3 separate regions of the Sus scrofa genome follow, and all the other regions are linked to region 1. The links are chromatin contacts, called in public Hi-C and promoter capture Hi-C maps. All regions are on one chromosome and are shown on one strand. The core of a region is the stretch at or near the end of the contact, and the rest is flanking DNA. Distances in the headings are between cores, read along the strand shown. Region 1 has its middle 54 kb from the start of MIR1343. Region 2 overlaps SLC1A2 (excitatory amino acid transporter 2). Region 3 overlaps SLC1A2 (excitatory amino acid transporter 2).

The links. Promoter capture Hi-C pulls out the DNA fragments that hold promoters and counts their contacts. A called contact is a pair of places that touch in the nucleus more often than the background predicts.
Region 2: a contact with region 1 is called in a promoter capture Hi-C map of liver, with 4 times the contacts expected there. The contact joins two enhancer-like sites. A contact is called at or near these places in 1 of 5 promoter capture datasets (liver), 4 of 47 Hi-C or Micro-C datasets (embryonic fibroblasts, fetal heart ventricle, heart right ventricle and 1 more) and 1 of 2 datasets of contacts at active chromatin or transcription factors (alveolar macrophages).
Region 3: a contact with region 1 is called in a Hi-C map of liver, with 2.8 times the contacts expected there. The contact joins two enhancer-like sites. A contact is called at or near these places in 23 of 47 Hi-C or Micro-C datasets (adipose tissue, alveolar macrophages, blood and 13 more) and 2 of 2 datasets of contacts at active chromatin or transcription factors (alveolar macrophages and skeletal muscle).

The regions. Positions count from the first base shown.
Region 1 is chr2:26,010,977-26,014,345 of Sscrofa11.1, reverse strand. No RefSeq gene overlaps it. Among named protein-coding and RNA genes, the nearest start is that of MIR1343, 54 kb to the left of the region's middle. Within about 2 kb of position 1,320, at least 17 of the 83 cell types and tissues checked have an H3K27ac peak or open chromatin away from gene starts, as enhancers often do. A contact at or near this core is called in alveolar macrophages and liver, where this site is marked.
Region 2 is chr2:25,722,386-25,726,106 of Sscrofa11.1, reverse strand. SLC1A2 (excitatory amino acid transporter 2) reads right to left here. Exons shown (of 11, transcript XM_003480708.4): 6 at 735-861. Among named protein-coding and RNA genes, the nearest start is that of SLC1A2, 120 kb to the right of the region's middle. Within about 2 kb of position 1,741, at least 13 of the 83 cell types and tissues checked have an H3K27ac peak or open chromatin away from gene starts, as enhancers often do. A contact at or near this core is called in alveolar macrophages and liver, where this site is marked.
Region 3 is chr2:25,631,886-25,635,658 of Sscrofa11.1, reverse strand. All of the region lies in intron 1 of SLC1A2 (excitatory amino acid transporter 2), which reads right to left. All of the region lies in intron 1 of LOC110259680 (a long non-coding RNA gene), which reads right to left. Among named protein-coding and RNA genes, the nearest start is that of SLC1A2, 30 kb to the right of the region's middle. Within about 2 kb of position 2,003, at least 9 of the 83 cell types and tissues checked have an H3K27ac peak or open chromatin away from gene starts, as enhancers often do. A contact at or near this core is called in alveolar macrophages and liver, where this site is marked.

The DNA of each region.
Region 1 (3,369 bases), core at 71-2,570:
CAAGCTGTGTGCTATGGCACGATGAGCAAGTTAGGCTCTCACAAAAGAGCTTTCTGAAATGCTTAGAGCCCCAGTACATCAACTGCTAAGAAATGCTTATTCCACTCAATTTTAACAAGCCGTTTTTTATAAACAATCTCCAGACCTTTTGTCATATTGAGTTATACTGCAAATTGTAACCAAGTGCTATTTACAAAATAACTTTGATGAGTTACATTGATTTTCAGTCAGTTTTAACTAAAATTTTTTTTCTCTTAATTTTTATATCTGAGGAATAGGGCATGAGACAGCCGTAGGTCACCATCAATCCCTGGGAGTTCTGTTTTTCCAGTGGTCGACACACTTAAACTCTAGTGCATCTGTTTCCCTGTAGGTGACATGGGCGATGATCCCCACTCCCGCCTGCCTTAGAGAGCTGCGGCGAACCGCGCAGGAGAAATGCTGTATAAATTCAAGACATTTCCATTCTTCGTGGATGTCACAGCCAGGTTTTCACGTAATCAGTTGTTTCTCATGGTTTGACTTTTGGTGCAAATGCCCATTCATTCTGACTAAAAGTATTTTCTCCAATGTGTTACGCTGCTTAGGTTTATGTAAGAAATTGCCATTTCTAAAAATAATTCTGTTGCAGCATGAGGTCAGAGAATAACACGGATTTGAGAAGAGGGTGTGGTGCCCTTGACTGGGATCGTAGCAGAGAATGAACTGTGTGCTGTATGAGCAGACTGTCTCCCACATTATAAATTTATATTTATTTATTTATACTTATATTGTATAAATATACAATATATATTTATACAATATATTTATTTTGTATTTATATTTATTTGTACTTTTACCCTCATTTAAATAAGGGAAATGACCTAAATGTTGGGAAGACTTTTACAGAAAAAGCAACACATTTAGTTAATACCTGAAAATATCAAGGAGTGTTAGAATTTCAAAGTCAAAACAGCTCCGCTTCTCCCTAACCGCAACTTCTAGTTAACATTTCCAGCTACAGTTTGTTCATTGACCATTTTTGTGGAAGATTAAGATCTTCAGTACACAGCTGGCCAGACTCCCTTGTTTAAAACATTACTAAGAATTTTCTGTATTCTGGTAGAATGATCTTTTATGCACTGTCAAATGAACCTTCTTAGAATTTTCTTTTCTTTTTGCATTTTGGACTTAATATCATACTAAATTGTACAGGCCAGCTGTTGCAAAAGTAAAACTAGTTTCCTAACCTTTTATTGAAAGATAGGTGGTGCTCTAAGTTAATATGTTGTAGTTAGAGTGTGGGAGAAAAATTACAATGGCAGTTAACTTTTAGTTTTCAAGGAAAATTTGTCCTCATTACCCATTGCATCATGACGGACTTTATCTCAGGCGAAGTGGAGCAATGAAAGAACCAAGTGTGCTGCAGGTAAGAATTAACCATTATTTATAATGTGCTGTTATTAACGGGAAACTCTTGTTGACTTTTGAAAAGGGAAGTAACAGGGCACACTTAACTTTAGGATTAGTCTGGCCATTGTATGCAAAGGAAGTCAAAACAGGGTCAAGGGCAACCGTCAGCAGAACCAGCTAGAAGCATTTGCTATAATGAAAGCTTCAGTGAATTAGATTCGTACCAGGTCAGGTGGCTTTAAAGAAGGGAGAAATGTAAGAATATTTGACATGTTTGTTTGCTGTGGTATATTAGAAATCCACAGGTGGGTGTGTGCCTTCAGGGAATGCGGCAACAGTGATGCTGTTCCCCAGTGCAAAACACAAGTCCTCCACGGCCCCCATCACCAGTGTATAAAAGGTTAAGATTCTGATGTGTTATGTTCAGCAAGTGGTGTATTTCAGGATTAGACTGTTCATAAATGGGAAACGCAGCAGTCCTCTAATAAAATCATTGTAAATAGTTATAGATTGTTTTCGAAATTGACATTCTAGGGTCTCTTATTGATTTCAAGAGCTGGGGACAGGCAGGATGTAGTTTGTCTAGACTCGCGTAATATTGAAGACACCATTTAATTGAAATTATAAGGTATATAAAGATGTATTTTGAAAAACCATTAGCCTCTGTTAGTGGCAGTCTTTTATTTCTTTGATCATATAAAGTTTACTTTCACTTTTTATCATTTATCTGTATTTGCAAACAAATCCAAGCAGTCTTTTTTTTGTGGGGGGAGGGGCTCACCTGCGGCATACGGAGGTTCCCAGGCTAGGGGTCTAATTGGAGCTACAGCTGCTGGCCTACACCATAGCCGCAGCCACGCCAGATCCAAGCCCCGTCTGCAACCTTCACCACAACTCATGGCAGCACTGGATCCTTAACCCACTGAGCGAGATCAGGGATCAAACCCACAACCTCATGGATCCCAGTTGCATTTGTTTCTGCTGCAGGAACTCCCCAAGCAGTCTTTTTCTTCCCAGTTAAGTAGCTACTTTTTAAACCTCTAATTTTAACCTCTGCTATGTATGATATATACTGTTAAGAGAAACTTGGACTTTTATTAAAAGCTGAGAAATTATTAGCAAAATCATAAATTAGTGATGATTTCCCTTTATTCACACCTTAAATAACTTATTTTCCTGAAATGTCTTTGTTTATGAAATTATTACTCCTGTCACTAAAAAAATAGGTCTTTAAAAATAAGATAAAATTATTAGTCATAGCACTTCATAAAGCGTAAAGTATTATATAAATAGGTCAATTTTTTTTTTCCTGCTGTACAGCATGGGGATCAAGTTACTCTTACATGTATACAGTTTTCCCCCACCCTTTGTTTTGTTGCAATATGAGTATCTAGACATAGTTTTCAATGCTACTCAGCAGGATCTCCTTATAAGTTGTATCTGATAACCCCAAGCTCCTGATCCCTCCCACTCCCTCCCTCTCCCATCTGGCAGCCACAAATCTATTCTCCAAGTCCGTGATTTTCTTTTCTGTGGAGATGTTCATTTGTGCTGGATATTAGACTCCAGTTATAAGAAATATCATATGGTATTTGTCTTTGTCTTTCTGACTCATTTCACTCAGTTCCATCCATGTTGCTGCAAATGGCATTATGGCATTCTTTTTTATGGCTGAGTAGTATTCCATTGTGTATATATACCACATCTTCCGAATCCAATCATCTGTTGATGGACATTTGGGTTGTTTCCATGTCCTGGCTATTGTGAATAGTGCTGCAATGAACATGCGGGTGCATGTGTCTCTTTTAAGTAGAGTTTTTTTGTCTGGATATATGCCCAAGAGAGGGATTGTGGGGTCATATGGAAGTTCTATGTATAGATTTCTAAGGTATCTCCAAACTGTTATCCATAGTGGCTGTACCAGTTTACATTCCCACCAGCAGTGCAGGAGGGTTCCCTTTTCTCCACAGCCCCTCC
Region 2 (3,721 bases), core at 492-2,991, 290 kb after region 1:
TCACGAGTAACCCGAGTTTAAGATCCATTGCTTACGTACACCAGCATACGGAGCAGTGGTTCTTCCACAGGCCCTGGGCCCTGCCATATCCCGGGGAGTTTGGCCCTATCTCAATGTTTCCTGAGAGCTTCAGGTTTCAGGATTCCTGCTTGATTTTTCCAGTGTTTTTTTTTTTTTTTTTTTTTTTTTTGTCTTTTCTCACAGGGCAAGGATGGGCAGACTTTTTATATAAGGGTCCAAAGAGTAGATATTTCAGGCTTTGCAGGCTACATACTCTTGGTCAGAATCCCTCAACTCTGTCTTTTGGCACAAGAGCAACTGTAGACAATACATGAACAAACAGGTATGAGGCTGGGTTTCAGTAAAACGATTTATGGGCCCTGAATGTGAACTCCAAGTAATTTTCACGTGTCATGGACTAGTACTACTCTTTTGATTTTTTTTTCTGCAAAGTAAACACAAAAGACCCATTCTTAATTGTCAGGTCATACAAAACAAATGGCAGATGAGATGTGGTCCATGGGCTGGCTATAGGTTTCCAACCCATTTTCTGGGGAACTCTCTAAAAGAGAGGTTTTTCAGCCCTTTCTCAGTCCTTCCTGAGAGCCCTTTGCTTGGTTCACTTGGTTCACGCCCACCCACTCTTTGCTGCTGGGAGGGTTCCAGCGTCCTCTGGGGGACCCCAACACCATCTCACGTCCTCTCCGCAATGAGGTAAGAAGAAGCCCACTTACCACATGATCATGATCACCAACTTCATCACAATCTCATTCAAAATATTGAAGAATTCCACCATCAGCTTGGCCTGCTCACCCATCTTCCCCATGGCGATGCCAAAGGCAATGAAAAACCCTATCAGACCTGTTGGGTGAATCACATGACACAGAAGGACAAATTATAAAGAATGTGTTTCTTCTCCCGTGGGCTTTCCCATTCCCCAAGTAGGGAGCCCCGTTCTCACCGCCTGTTACCCCACGAAGTAAGCATTAAAAGACAAAAGCATTAGGTTTCACACTGAAAATACCTTTCCCCTGGATAATTACGGCTTTCCTGAATATTTTCCACATGAGCAAGTTGGAGTGTAAGCAGGTTAGTTCCTTGGAGGAAATAAATTCATGTTCCTTCCAAACGATAAAGTACTCTCTTCTTTCTCGTCCTTGCTTTTGAAATCATGTGTGAGCAGATTCCTTTAGCATGTAGATTAACAAAGCAAGGCTTGTTGGGACTTGGGGAGTTTTGTGCAAATTTTGGAGCCAATGTTAGAAGAGCAGAGACCAATTAACAACTAAGTCTCTGCCAGGGTTATGTCTGTATTGGCTTGGTGTTATCCCAAATCAATGCATGGCTGGTATAGTTCACTCCAGGAACACCCTAAAGATAAAATTATTTTCCTATTGCCTAATTTGAGAAGGAGGAAAAATGACAAAAAGGAAAAAAAAATCAAAGAGAAAGCAATGAGAAATACAAAACAGTTGGGAAAACCCCAAATGACCCAGTTTGTTTGCATTCAACCTGTTATTCATTAATTCATCACCATTCTTTCCATGGTCAAAAAAGTTTAGAATGCTTTCTTTTTTACTGAGTTTTTTCCCAGGATCATAAAGAGAAAACATAGTCTTTGTTATTTCCTGGCCCCTCAGCCATCTGAACTCCTTCACTTGTTATCACCTGATGTCCACCTCAGTGTAACCCCATCCTGGCCCCAGGGTCACTCCTAATTCTCGTCCAGGAGGATTTGAGGAACAACTGAACACTGTCTCCACCTCTTGATGTCAGCAGCAAACTGCACTAGGTCCTGGACCAACTCCAACAGCCAATCTTGGGTCTTAGTTCTGGGCGGCCTTTTGCCTCATTCTAAGTATCTGTCCTGGGAACCTGCCTGATTTGTTAGTTTCTCCAAGACCTGGCTTTTCTTTCCCCAAAACATTCTCTCCGCCACTACTCCCCCTACCAGGTCCCTCCCTCAGGGTCTCACTCTGGAGTGTCACCCAGACCCTCCCATGTGTATGGCTAACAGATGTCCCCATACTGCCTGGGGCTTTCTGGGTTTCTGATTACAAATCACCATGTGCCTCAACTCCCAATCTGTTTTCCAGTCTTGGGGCTCCAATTCTTTTTTTTTTTTTTTGCCTTTTTGCCATTTCTTGGGCAACACTGGATCTTTAACCCACTGAGCATGGCCAGGGATCGAACCCGCAACCTCATGGTTCCTAGTTGGATTCGTTAACCCACTGAGCCACGATGGGAACTCCCTTGGGGCTCCAATTCTGATGACTTGCATGGACTATAAATCCGTGTCATTGTCCCCTTGACAATGGGACCTTGCTCGCCCATCTGACTTTCTCTGAACCTCTCCCTCTTCTTCCCCACACCCACCCCGTCCCGTCATTTCCAGTCTCTCCCTATTCTATCCAGTTTCCTCGTGTGTCTGTTTAGGCCTGCGGTCTTGAGCTGTACCAAGGTAAACTACAGCATTATAATTTGATTCTCTTGGAGGAAAAGTCTTTCTCTCTGAACCTCTGATTTTACCTTTTCCCTGGTCGCCAAAACCTCCCACCTCCCCACAGCAAGCACATATCAACCCAGACTGTTCAACCACCAGACCCTCTCTCTAGCTTCAGCAAAAAGAACCCAGAACTTGCACTAAAATTGTTAATCCTCACTATTTAATAGTTCCCCTTCTCAGCTCTTGGCCAGAAAGAGCGACAAGTGACTTACCAGTGAGCCGTTCTGGCCACAAAAACAAAGGCTTAGTGAGAATTAAAGTGACCCAGAATTAGAGCGACCAGGGAGAGTGACCTAGTTCTGCAGGAATAGAGGACATCGCAGGCAGGCTCTTCTCAAGCCCGTGGAGAGGCGTTTGCTAGAGGAGAACTGAGCAATAATCTGTGAACATTCTGGCTGAGAATAGCTAGTTATCACTTGGTGAATTCCATTTGGAAATTTTAAAAGAAAATGCTCCAGGTCTCAAGGTCCCAAAGAACTAGCATAAAACAGCTCCCCCGGTGGGGTCTGCAGAAACTGGCCATCTCTGTGCATACTACAGAGATGCTGAAAGGAGCCGTCTCTCACAGGAGTTGATTTAAGTGGTTGAGATTCGAGTCCAAAAGAGTCTGCAAGTTTGCGGCGTAAAGAAATGAGTGTTTCTATGGAGTTCCTGTCATGGCTCAGTGGTTAATGAATCTGACTAGGAACCATGAGGTTGCGGGTTTGATCTCTGGCCTTGCTCAGTGGGTTAAGGATCTGGTGTTGCCGTGAGCTGTGGTGTAGGTCGCAGGTGCGGCTTGGATCTGGCGTTGCTGTGACTGTGGTATAGGCCGGTGGCTACAGCTCTGATTAGACCCCTAGCCTGGGAACCTCCCTATGCCGTGGGTGCGGCCCTAGAAAAGGCAAAAAGACAAAAAAAAAAAAAGAAAGAAAGAAAGAAGTGTTTTAAAAAGTCAGAGGCCAGATTTTATCTTCACTATTGCAATGCTCGCTCTTTGGGACTTTCCAAAGCCAAAAAAAAATAAAATAAAATAAAACAACCAAAACCAAAAAAAAAAAAAAAAAAAAAAAAAAAAAAAGCCACTATCTTTGCCCTTGGAGGACCATGGAAAGAACCTTATTTCAGCCATGATTTGTAAATGGGAAGTTTCTCAACCGTCTGACTTCCCTCAGCTTTCCAGACCTCAATTTGCACTTGGACACCTGCACCCTGTGTAAACCGCTTCCCTGTGTA
Region 3 (3,773 bases), core at 754-3,253, 380 kb after region 1:
ATCTGAGCTGTAGCCACCGGCCTACACCACAGCCACAGCAACGCCAGATCCTTAACCCACTGAGCAAGGCCAGGGATCAAACCCGCAACCTCATGGTTCCTAGTCGGATTCGTTAACCACTGAGCCACGACGGGAACTCCCTTATTCTTGAAAATGAAAATAAAATCAGCTTTAACAGGCTTTTTGTTTGAATATCCTAATAGATTTCAGGAGATTCAGCGATGTTAGAGAAATACGGATATATGGTGCAGGGATCAACCAGTTTAAGAACGGCAGCTACTAAAGGCTTACTGAGGGCCAGGAAATTTGCTACATGTTTTCTATGCATTTACCCTCGCGACCATTCCTAAAAGATTTGGTCAACCCTATATCACATATGTAGAAACTGAGGCTCAGAAAAGTGAAGTAAATGGGCTCAAAATGACCTCGTCTGAGAAGCTTTTCCATGGCAAATGGGTCGTGCTTCTTGTTAAAATAAAAACAAGGACAGGAGTTCCCGTCGTGGCTCAGTGGTTTATGAATCCGAATAGGAACCATGAGGTTGTGGGTTTGATCCTTGCCCTTGCTCAGTGGGTTAAGGATCTGGCGTTGCCGTGAGCTGTGGTGCAGATCACAGAACCGGCTTGGATCACGCATTGCTGTGGCTGTGGTGCACGCCGGTGGCTACAGCTCAGATTGGACCCCTAGCCTGGGAACCTCCATATGCCATGGGAGCAGCCCAGGAAAATGGCAAAAAAGAAAAAAAAGAAACAAACAAACAAAAAAAACCCAAACAAGGACAGCCATTTCTATCTCAATAAGTTGCAAACATATACTTCCTGACGTTCTCGGCTTCCAGTGGCCTCCCCGCTCTCTCCCGTGGAATTTGTATACGAATTTGTGGCTGGTCAACCAAACACCATGGATGGCTGTCTTTTTTGTTGTTGTTGTTGTTGTTGTTGTTGCTATTTCTTGGGCCGCTCCCGCGGCATATGGAGGTTCCCAGGCTAGGGGTCGAATCGGAGCTGTAGCCACCAGCCTACGCCAGGGCCACAGCAACGCGGGATCCGAGCCGCGTCTGCAACCTACACCACAGCTCACGGCAACGCCGGATCCTTAACCCACTGAGCAAGGGCAGGGACCGAACCCGCAACCTCATGGTTCCTAGTCGGATTCGTTAACCACTGCGCCACGACGGGAACTCCCTGGATGGCTGTCTTAATTTCTGGGAAGGATTATCTGAGCAGGAATGGGTCAACCCTTTCTGGGAATGAGAGAAAGTGCTCGTTTAAAGCATCTTGCTTCTGGAAAAGTGACTCAGAGAGGCACTCAGCCTTGTAAGCACCTGAAATGCCAGGAAAACAGACTTTTTGGCCACTGAAGAGGATCTCATGCAAATGGCTGGCTCATTCAGGTCTTTCCCTGTGGACGGAGGCTGAGAAGCAAGCACCCCCCCACCACCACCAACTTTCCCAGCACTGCAACCTCACTCTCCCTACCAGAGTCATACAACCTTCCCCTTAGAACAACCTGTGTGTTTACTGATAAACAGTCCTGGACGAGCTCATTAATAATTTACTCTGGGAGTTTCCACTGTGGCTCAGCAGAAACACACCCAACCAGCATCCATGAGGATGCAGGTGTGATCCATGGCCCGGTTCAGTTGGTTAAGGATCCGGTGTTGCTGTGGCTGTGGTGTAGGCTGGCAGCGACAGCTCCAATTCAACCCTTAGCCTGGGAACCTCCATATGCCGCACCTGTGGCCCCAAATCTGCACCCCCCCCCAAAAAAAAACAAAACAAAAAAATAAATAATTTACTCTGGATAATGGGCAGGAGAGGGTTTGGCAGTCATGGCAACAACTCAAAGTCCTTATTTGTCGTGGTTTATTTTTAAGTATCAGAAAAAGAGGCCATTTTTTCCTCTAACATCGAATTCCTGATGGAAACTGGATATGTGTGAGAATGAGATGGGAACGGGTGGAGAAAAGATATCTTAAAAATGCAGTCATTAAATATCAGGACAGGAAAATAACTGAAAGAAAGCATTTCTTGGCCTTACACTGCACCCTTCTGGAAGGAAGAAGAAGTGAAAAAACTACATCATTTCTATACTCAACTTCGCTCTATTATTATGAAAACATATTCATATCAAAAATTCAGATATAAAAGCATTTTTCCACACTTAAACTATTTTATCTTAATATACATTTCCCCAACTAATCTTTACTACAAACTTATGAGGCTAAAATTATTATCTCCATTTTATGGACAAGGAAGCTGAGCCTTAGAGACCATGGCTAAGTTTTACCGCCCAGATGCTGTGCAGGCAGGATTTGTACCCAAGTCAGCCTGAATCCAAAATCTGTGTTTTTTTCTACATCCCAGTCCTGTAGGAAAGGAAGAAAACTGAACCCAACCAGGAGGGGGATATTTCAGAATTTATTTCAGGAAAATGGACCTTAAATACTTTTTACTATACAAGTTATTTAAAATGTCTTTCATCACACAGCTAACGAGGGATTGGGTGTGCAGGGGTTAAATTTTATCAATGTCCTATTTTTTTTTTTTTTTTGTCTCTTTAGGGTTGCACCTGTGGTATATGGAGGTTCCCAGACTAGGGGTCTAATCAGAGCTACAGGTGCCAGCCTACACCACAGCCACAGCAACGCCAGATCCGAGCTGCATCTGTGACCTACACCACAGCTCATGGCAACGTCAGATCCTTAACCTGCTGAGCGAGGCCAGGGATGAAACCCGCAACCTCATGGTTCCTAGTCAGATTTGTTTCCACTGTGTCGCAACGGGAACTCCCTCAATTTCCTATTTTCATTTCTTATGAAGTTATGAACCAAATGCAACAACATGCTCTCCTCCGCTTCCTCTGACACACCTCCTCTGACACACTCCTCCGCTTCTTAGACACACTTGGAAAGACAACTCTCCTTCTGGATCATGCACTGCTAGAGCACCAGAGCCTGAACCTACTTCACTTTTGGTTTTGAATGTTCAGAAAAATGTGCGGAAGAATCAATGAAAGAATCAAGACGGGCATTTCTATCATGACTCAGTGGTTAACGAATCCGACTAGGAACCATGAGGTTGCGGGTTCGATCCCTGGCTTTGCTCAGCAGGTTAAGGGTCCGGCGTTGCCGTGAGCTGTGGTGTGGGTCTCAGATGGGGCTTGGATCCCACTTTGCTGTGGCTCTGGCATAGGCTGGCGGCTACAGCTCCGAATGGACCCCTAGCCTGGAAACCTCCATATGCCACAGGCGCGGCAAAAAGACAAAAAAAAAAAAAAAAAAAAGAATCAAGAAGAGAAGGAACGACTTCAACACAGTATCTCTTTAACTTTTGTTTCTTATATTCCAAAGTTCCAAGCAAAATACCTCGTGACACTTAAGTCACCAGGTGAGTTGGCCCAGGTGTCCATCCACATGCACAGGTGGACACGTGAAGCAGGAGCTGTTCCTGAGCTGGACCCAAGGCTGGTCTCATTTTTACCCTGAAGCACGGCTCCTGTCTGGGATCTTGATTATGCATGCCACCTCTCGGGTTTCTGTTCACTATCTGTAAAATGAGGATCCTTTGAAACTAAGCATAGCGATAATAAAGTCAAACTTTTAAAAGTTGAGAATTCTGATTTGTATTTTTGAAGTGGTCAGCCTGACATTTAGTAACTGGTTTGACTGGTTTTACACATGTCACGTGGTCAATGGATAGCTTTGGCACAGCCCTGGCAAAGCTGCTAACGCCTCAGCCTGATTTTATTTATTTATTTATTTATTTTTGCTT